2 separate regions of the Sus scrofa genome follow, and region 1 is linked to region 2. Evidence: chromatin contacts called from public HiChIP or PLAC-seq data. All regions are on one chromosome and are shown on one strand. The core of a region is the stretch at or near the end of the contact, and the rest is flanking DNA. Distances in the headings are between cores, read along the strand shown. Region 1 holds the start of CABP2 (calcium-binding protein 2). Region 2 holds the start of KMT5B (histone-lysine N-methyltransferase KMT5B).

The links. HiChIP or PLAC-seq counts read pairs in DNA pulled down with a chosen protein or histone mark.
Region 1: an H3K27ac HiChIP or PLAC-seq map of alveolar macrophages shows a contact between it and region 2. The contact joins the promoter of CABP2 here to the promoter of KMT5B in region 2. A contact is called at or near these places in 1 of 5 promoter capture datasets (fetal liver), 1 of 47 Hi-C or Micro-C datasets (epiblast stem cells) and 1 of 2 datasets of contacts at active chromatin or transcription factors (alveolar macrophages).

What each region holds. Positions count from the first base shown.
Region 1 is chr2:5,012,781-5,017,168 of Sscrofa11.1, forward strand. It overlaps CABP2 (calcium-binding protein 2), which reads left to right and starts at 2,108. Exons shown (of 9, transcript XM_021083295.1): 1 at 2,108-2,190; 2 at 2,790-3,015; 3 at 3,731-3,879. The coding sequence starts at 2,108.
Region 2 is chr2:4,708,339-4,712,777 of Sscrofa11.1, forward strand. It overlaps KMT5B (histone-lysine N-methyltransferase KMT5B), which reads left to right and starts at 2,198. Exons shown (of 11, transcript XM_021082731.1): 1 at 2,198-2,600. LOC102162815 (a long non-coding RNA gene) reads right to left here and starts at 1,982. Exons shown (of 4, transcript XR_301556.3): 1 at 1-1,982.

The DNA of each region.
Region 1 (4,388 bases), core at 858-3,357, 300 kb after region 2:
ATTTATGCACCCAGTTATCCTCCACTTGCCCATCCATCCATCTTTTCCGGCACTCATCGAGCCGTCCAGCCAACTGTCCATCTATCAATGCAACCATTTAACCACTAGCCCGTGAAAGCCTCTGCCCATCCTTTTACCCAGTCAGTCACCCACCTGTCCATCCATCCATCCATCGAGCTTCCAAACCATATCTACTCAACCATATATATACCTGTCCATCTAGCCCTCCTCCATCTGTCAATGTGTCCATCCATCTACTCAATCCTCCATCCTTCCAACCACCAGTCCATCAGATCATCCGCCCACCCATCCAACCACCCACCTATCCACCCACCCATCCATCCATCCACTCATTTGTCCACCACTGAGCCACCTGGTCATCCCGGACGCTGGAGCTGGACGTGAAGGCTTTGCCCCTTCTACCCGCCATGCCCCGACCGGGGATAAACCCCCACTGCTTTAGCTCATACTTTGGAACACACATTTCCCAACACTTCCCACCCGCTTCGATGGTTTTTTGGACGTGGAATCTTTGATCCCATGTGATATCTATCAGTTTTTGGATGCTTCCCATGAACGCTTCCTATGTTTTTGAACTCTGCTGGGTCCTTTATCAAAGACACTTTGAGGCAGATCCTAGGTCAACCCTTACTCTCCAGAGAAGGAATCGGAGGCTCCGAGAGGTGAAATACCTTGTCTAGGGTCACACAGCAAAGGCCCTTTTAATGACCTTGCAGAAAGCCTGAGAATTTCTGTCTCTGAGGGAGAGTCTCAGTGTTGCTGGGATGCGGTGAACTCCTGGGCTCCAGGGGGAGATGCGACCCGGGGTGCAGAGGGGCTGAAGGATGCTGAGACGGAGCCTTCGTGGGTCAACACGAATGACCACAATGAGCTCTTCTCGGCCTTGACCCCCCGGCTGATGTCCATGAGCCTCTCAACCCTGGCCTTTCCTCAGATCCTCAGGCCCACTCAGGACCTTGTGGAAGCCCTTCCCTCCGCCTGTGGCCACTCGCTTCATCCCTCTGATCTTGGCTCCCAGGTCACTTCCTCAGCCCCGAGTCACAGCAAGGTCGCCACGCCCCCTCCATCTCCCATCCGGTGGGGCCCTTCCCTGCAACTCGCTGCTCCACAGCCACCCTGGCTCTGCTGAGTATGCAGCTCCCACCAGGTGGGACAGGCTCCCAGCACCCAGGAAGGCCCACAGCAAGGGTGCCACACACATTTGCTGAAGATTGGGTCTCGCTGAAGTTTTCTCCAGCTTCTTGCCACCACACCCTTTCCGGGGGCGACTACGCACTTCCCTCCGGAGGGCCTCCCCCCACCTACTCAGCTGGATTCCAGCGCCTGGAACACTCTAAGCTCATAGCTGACCCCTGCTGGGGACCCTGGCACTCAGCCAGAGTCAAGTTAAACATTGGTGGTTGGGAAGTTCCCGTCATGGCTCAGCGGGTTTATGAACCCGATTAGTAACCATGAGGATGCAGGCTGGGTCCCTGGCTTCACTCAGTGGGCTAAGGATCTGGCATTGCCGTGAGCTGTGGCATAGGCCACAAATGGGGCTCGGATCCCGTGTTGCTGTGGCTGTGGTGTAGGCTGGCAGCTACAGCTCCAACTGGACTTCTAGCCTGGGACCCTCCATATGCTACAAGTGCAGCCCTTAAAAGAGGAAAACAAAAAAATTGGTGGGCCATGCCAAGGATGCCACCCCACCCCCTCACCTCCTCCAGGAAGCCTTCCTGAAGCTGAGTCAGTGTCCCCAAGCACTGAGAGACTGTCTGTTGGCCCTTTTCTGAACTGGATGTGCCTGAGAGCAGGGCCCTCAGGGAAGATGGGGTCCACCTGGGGCTGGATCCCAGCAGACTTCAGATGTTTGCAAAAGAAAGGCATGAATGGATGGCCACTTGTGGCCGAGAGAGGCCAGAGCCATCAGCTCAGGTGGCAGGTGCCTGGTGGGATCTGGTTCCCTTGGACAAAGGCTGGTGCAGGGGGCAGGTGAATAAATCATGAGAGGCCTGGAGCAGGGCGGGGGCAGGACCAGTGACCTCATTCTGGGAGGTGAGGAGCAGGCAGCTGGGCGGTAAGCGGGCCGGGGGCATAACAAAGGGGCATGAGAGGCCTGGAGGCTGCCTGCCCACCCCTTTTCCCTGAGAAGCAGAAGCTGGGTGGGGGGTGCTGGCAGGAGGTGGGGAGGTGAGGAAGGGCAGAGGTACCAGCGGCTCTGGGTGGGGAGGAGAGGAAGAGCTGGGGCAGGGCTGGGGGATGCTCTTCCCAGAATCCAGGAGCCATCGTGGGAGAGGGGATGGTGGGATATTAGGAAGAGCGAAGAGGGACAGACCGACAGACAGTGTGGAAGTCTCACAACAGAGGGAGGGAACCCTCAAAGAGACAGGCAGAGACACAGCTGGACAGAGGGTAGCGGGCGGCGGGGGTAGAGCAAAATTGCAGGTGTGACACACACCGAGGGATCCCCATGGAACAGGGGGCGCAGGAGGGGCAGAGAGAGACACAGAACCAGAGGGGGGCGGGGATGCGAGGCGATGCAGAGCCCATGAACGAGCAGGAGGCCTGGAGGGCTGCATGCTGGTCTGGTTGGTCAGGGAAGGCTAGGATTTCAGGGAGGAGCGTGTGAGCAGCCTGGGGAGCCAGGAAAGACAGGGGTCTCAGAGAGCCCTTGGCCCCATCAGCCTGGGGAGGGAGGCACAGGGAGAAGCGTTGCAGGACCCTCGGGGGCCACACCCACAGCTGCCCACTCAGCCGCCATCCTGCATCCCGCCTCCCGCATCCCACAGGAACAAGGAGAGCGGAGTGGGGCAGTGCCCCTCAGCCAGCAGGAGGTGCCAAGCCCCCATCTCCATGGCCCTGGCCGAGGGCCCGGCCGATGACAGCATCCCCACTGGGGACCCCAACCTCTCTGCGGGGGCTCCAGGGCCTAGCCAGGCCCCTGCCAGCCCAGTGGCCAGGCGGCGGGCCCTCCTGCGGGAGCTTGAGGCCCAGGTGCAGGCCGCCTACGGGCAGGTAAAGGGGGCAGGGGTGGGGGGGTGTCCTCAACTGAGGGGCCACAAGGGGACAGAGGGGACCCCTGCCCCAACCGGGGCCCTGTAGGTCAAACCCAGGGCTGAGCCCAGCGAGGGGACCTCAGACGTGCATGCCGACAGACAGGTCAGCGGATCACTCAGCTGCCAGGAGGGAGGCTGGCATCCTCCCCACCTCCGCCTTCTGAGCCCCGCTTCCAGCCCACAGAGCCCAGAGTCAGCTGCCCCCAAGTACAAGGGTGAGGGGGCAGGTCCAGGCAGGGGTGCCAAGGGCAGGCAGGCTAGGCCGATGCTCCGAGGTGAGGGCAAGGCCACGGGCAGGGAGGGCAGAGGCTTCCTGGGCATCTTCGGTTCTTGGGGGAGACATAGCCCAGCCCACCTGACACACTGGGCACCTGGCTTCCTCTTCCAGGTCCAGGCCCCACTTCTGAAGACCTTAAACCTCTCCTGGTCGGGAGTGATTAGGGGCAGGGGTGGGGGGAGAGGGTGCTGGAGAGGGGGTGGCTGGAAGACCCTCGGGAGTGAGCGTGGGGAAGCTGCGCCTTCCAGGGGGGCCTTGTGCCCCGAGGGGCCCCCCTCACCAGCAGAGATGCTCAGAGATAATCCCGGATTAGGACCCAAGCCCCTGTGCCCAGGGCTCCCCGCCTGCCCACCCGCCCCCAATCTTCCCCACAAAACCCCGGGAAAATCCCCTGCAGTGCTCCTTGCTGGGAGTGGCAGAGGGCTGGTGGGAGCGCACGGCATCTGCTGAGGCCCAGTCCCGGGCCGCCCCTGGGGCTCCAGGCCTGGCATGGTTCCAGGGCCCATGGGAAACTGTGCCAAGCGTCCCCGACAGCGGGCACCTAAGGTAGGAGACTAAGGGGGCAAAGCCAAGGCCAGGAGGCCATGTGGGCCCTGGGAGGGTCTGTTGGGCTTGGCAGAGCCTGGGTGAGGGCTGGGCTGGGCTTCCAGGTCGGCACAGGAGAGGGATCGAGAGGGTGGTACCCACCGCCGCGGACCCAGATTTTCCGGGGACCTATCCTGGTCTCGGCTCCTGCAGACCACTGCCCCCCACCCCCGATGCCTCGCATTGCTCATCAGATCCCCTGGCTGCCTGTCCGGCGGTCCATCCCTGCTGCTGCCCCCGCCCTCTGCCCATCAGTCCTGGCTCGGGAGACTCAGACCATGAGCTCAGGGAGGGTCTCCAGCTGACGCTGGCTTTCTGAGTGACCGTGGCTAGATTTTTGGCCTTTTCTGGGCCTCAGTTTGCCCAACTGAACTGTAAGAGGGTGGAAGCTTCCAGCCTAGTGTGTTGATGGCGAGGATCCACCATCCCGTTCGGGGTTCAAAGACAGAGAGGCGGATGAGCAGGGGTGG
Region 2 (4,439 bases), core at 948-3,447:
CGGGGCTGTGGCCTCTGCCCAGCCCAGCCTCCCTTCAACATGGCTGCATCAAGGTTCTGAGCCCCAACTCAGGGGCTCTGGCCCACCCTGAGCCTCTCGGCTGAGGCAGGAAGAGCAGCTGGCAATGCAGGGAAGCTGGGGGAGGGACAGATCCAGAACCAGGGCACCAGCCCATACCTGGGTTTGACCATCTGTCCTGACTGGCCCTCTCCGGCCTGCTCCCTTGCAAAGCACCGCTCGGAACACTTGGCCTGGCCCTGGGCAGATGATGAAGGGAGCTGCCAGCATCTTGGGAGTCTGGGGGCTTCACAGGGTCCGAGTTTGGGCATCAGCCTCAGGGCTCAGTGTCGGGGTGGACTCTGGAAAGCTTGGAGTGGGGAGACATTGATGTTTGGGGCTGTGAAGTGCTGCCCAGGCCTGGGCACCAAGGCCCAGGAGGACCCACACAGGGCTGTGGTGCCCACTGTGCTCGCCTCCCTCGGGTATCCGGTGAGGAAACGGGGTGGCAAAGCCAGTCTCAGTGGGATGCAATTTGAGTATCCGGAGCCAAGCACCCTTGAAAATCTTGGAAAAAAACTTTAGCGATCAATCAGAAGCTAATGAAACCAAAGCAAATCATTCCTGCCGGGCTTGCAAAGAAGGTGGCATGACAACGTCTGAGGTCACCGATGGCCCTGAGGCTTTTGGAGTGAAAAGGCAGCAAGGGCAGGGCAACGTGCTTGGCTGTGCTTCAACCGAAGCCTGGGGAGGCTTCCCTGGTCCGGACCCCACCGGGTGGGCTTCCCCGGCGGGAAGGCGAGGCCAGTGGGAGGAGCTCCGGTGTTAAAGGTCTAGCCCCGCCTCCACCTGTTAGATACCTGCCCTCAGCAAATCCCTGCGCCTCAGTGGGCCACCTGCGGAAGGGGCTAATGAGCGTCCTGTCTGCCACCCAAGGTCAAGGGGGAGGAATAATGAGGTTCCTCGGCCCACAGTCCGTGCGGTCACCCACACGCCCCGCGGAACCGTCCTTTCCGGTCGGCCTACTCGGGGCCAGGCCCTGGGGGATGCAGAGGAAGCCAAAGGAGACGTGGGGCTCCTCCGGGAATAGGTGGACCCGCCGGCCCTGCCCGCCTCCTCTCTGCAGGAGCCGCGCTGGGCTTCCCTAAGTTCCGGAAGCGGCGGCGTCTTTAGCAACCCCGCCCCCCCACCCCCGCTCCAGGGCCTTTGCACTTGTTGGGCTCACGTCGCCCAACCGCGCCCTCCTCCGAGCGCCCCTCCGCGTCGGGGGAGACCCTTCGGGCGCCGCCTCCGTGCATCCGCCCGCCGGCGGCAACCTCGACGCCTGCACCTCTCCCCGGAGTGCTGGATGAGGGCGCTGGCCCACGCCCCGATCGGCTCAGAGGTCACCTGCCCTGTCGGTGCCTCAGTTTCCCTACGTATGAACCAGGAAAAGACGGTCCGCTCCTGCTGGGGGTCGTTGTAGGGAGGACGAGAGACGGGGCACCCGGCAGGCAGTAAAGGCTGGTACTCCCGGTCCTCTCGCGATTGTTATTTCTCAGTCATCATCGCCACCTGCGGGCCCCAAGGGCGGGGCTTCGCACGCTCCCCGCACACCTGGCGCGAGTGAGCCTCTCCCCGCAACACCCCGACCCGCCCAAGCTTTCCGGAGGGGCCGCATGCTCGGGGCGGGCACTGCCCAACCAGGGAGGCGGGAAGACCTGTTTCCCGGGAAGCCGGCACACAGTAGGCGCTCAGGCAAGGGGCGGCCGACGCTAGGAAGCCAGTGGCCTGATGAAGGCACGCTCCCTCCCTCCTCCCCGCACACTAGGCGGTGGAGCGCTCAGGCTGCCCACAGGCCTCGAAGGGTGGGTCAGCTTCCAATGACACCCATTCCCACAACAAAGAGGCTCGCCTCCGTGGGGCCGCCTCCCCCCGGCGCAACCCGGAGGCGCCCTGGGCGAGGAGCCCGTCCGTCCCCCCACCCCCACCCCGCTCCCGGGCTGCTCCCGTCCCAGCTCGGGAGTTGTAGCCGGTGGGTGCAGCTGCGCCCGGGAACCAAGGTGGAGGGCAGCCTCGCCGGGACCGGAGCACAACAGGCCTCAGGCTTGAGGGGCGCCTGAGGGGCGCGCGACGACGCCGCCTCCAGCCGCGATTTAAAGGGCAGCTGAGGGGCGGAGGGATCTCCTGCGACTACTCGACACGGATCCCTCCGCCGCGAGCGAGCGAAGCAGGGAGTCGCCTCGTCCGCTCGAAATTCGCTTTTTGTCCCTCCGCCGCGGGAGCACCCGGCGGGGAACTCATTTCTTTCTCGGGTTTCTCCGCCTCCCCCCACCCCCCGTCCCGTAAAAGCAACAGAGGCGGCCGCAGCGGCGCGAGCCCGGAGTGGTGTCCCTCCGCCCGGCCGAGGGCACTTCTTTTCGTGTCCTTCCACCGTTCCCGGGCGGCGTCCGAGCGGCTCACCGGGGGCGGCGACGCGTCTGCGGCGCGGGCGGCGAGGCTCCGGAGCTATGAGGTGAGGGCGCCCGGGCACCGGAGGCGGCACGCGCGGCGCCAGGACCCGGGACGCGGAGCCACCAGGCCAGCGGCTGCCTTTGGAACCCCGAGGCCGCGCGAGAGGCGAGGTGAGGCCCGGGGCGCGGGGGCGCGGGGGCGCGGCGCGGTGGGGGCGGGGGGCTCCGGCCGCCGCGGGGACTCATTTCCCGACAGCGGATGGAGCGGGCGGTGCTGCGGCATGCGCCGCCATCTTGGATTTTACTCTCCATTTTTCTCTGGAATTATTTTTGGTGATTAATTTTCTGGGGGGACGGGGGAGTGGCGCTGGGGAGCGCGGGCCCCCCAGTGCAGCGGCCGGGCGGCGGGGCCTCGACGCGCCCCGAGGAGGAGCGGGCAGCGCCCGGCGGTGAGCGGGGGGCGGGCGTGCGGGGGGCGCCGGGGCGGCGGGCGCGGGCGGCGGCCGGCGGGCTGGGGGCGGGCCGGCGGGCGCGGGGGCGCCGGGCGGGGGCCGGGGCCGGGGCCGCGGGGGGTGGGGGCGGCGACCGGGGGAGGGGCGCGGCGGCGGCGGCGGCGGCGGCGGCGGCGGCGGCGGCGGGCGCGGGGCGCGGGCCCTGCAGTGGGCGCCGCCGCCGGAAGGGAGCGGTAGCGGCCGCCGGGCAGCGCCGGGCCGGCCCGCGGCCGCACGAGGGGAGCAGCCCCGCCGCTCGCGATTGGGGGACTCTGTTTTCCCTCTTCTCCAATGGGCAGCCGTGAACCGTCTCGCCCAATCTGCTCCCTCTGCCGCGCTCCGCTTCGGGCTGTTTTTGTTTGGACTCGAGCCTCCCTTCGGCTCGCCTCCCGGGCCGCTGCTCCGCCCGCGCCGGGCCGCCCTCGAGCGCGGCTGGGGCCTCTGGCCGGGGCTTGTCTCCCGGCGCCCTCGCCCCGCCGGCGCCGCGTCCCGAGCCGAGGCGCTGGTCCTCCCGGGGCGCCTGTCTTCCTTGCGCTTCTCCGAGGGTGATGTGTCCGCGTCGCCCCACCTCTGAGACGCGGGGAAGCTGTGTTCAGGATGACAGCTCGACGCGGCTTGCCGGCGTGCTGTAGAAGCGCGGCGGACGCAGAGCAGCCCGCTCCGTCCCTTCTCGGGCTCGGGTACCCGCTTTGGAGCGCTCGCCTCCCGTCCGTCGAGTGGGAGAACTTGACTCAGCGCGCTCAGGCGGCGACCGCGCGTCCTCCGCGGCCAGTGCTGCCGAGCTCGCCCCGTCGCATCCGGAGAGGGAAGAATCGGTGGGTGGCCGCTGTGATTCTTTGCACCGGGACCTCTCTAGATGCCGTCTGTTTGGATGTGACGTGTGTAGGCACAGGTGGCTTTGGAGGCCAGCGGAGGAGGCGGTTGCCAGCTGCACCTTTTTTCTTTTGGTCTTTGACGTTGAGAACATACATGTCCGCCTGTGACTGTTGATGAGGAGTAGGAAGAGTCTACATACTTTGAAAAGGCAGGAGGAAATCCTTTTTGCCGGAAATAATCGCAGCTAGTTTGTCCGCCTTGGGAAACTTGCTTGAAGAGTTACTTGCTTGCTTGAGACACACACACATTTTCTGGCCGAATGTGTAGCAGCTTCCATCACAGGTGTGGCCCTGTCACTGTGGGCTCCCTGGATTCCAAGATTAAAGTCCACAAACGCCTTAATCGCAGTTTCGGTGGGAACTCGGGTCCATTTTCCCGTTTTTAGTCTCTCACACTCTGCTCTTCCTCTGCCAAGCTCTGGCCTCAGTAGTTTCAGTCACATCCTGTCCGCCTTCCTCCCCTCCCTCTCCCAGACTGCCATCCATCCTCAGAATTGCTGCGCCCCCCGCTCCGCCCCGCAGCGCTGGCACCCCTGCCAGCCTCTTAGGCAGGCAGATCCAGGGCTGACCCCTCCGGAGGGCGCACCCCACCTCCTGCTCCTCAGCAGGTGTTGCCTGGTGTTTTCCTTGGTTGGTTACCTGCC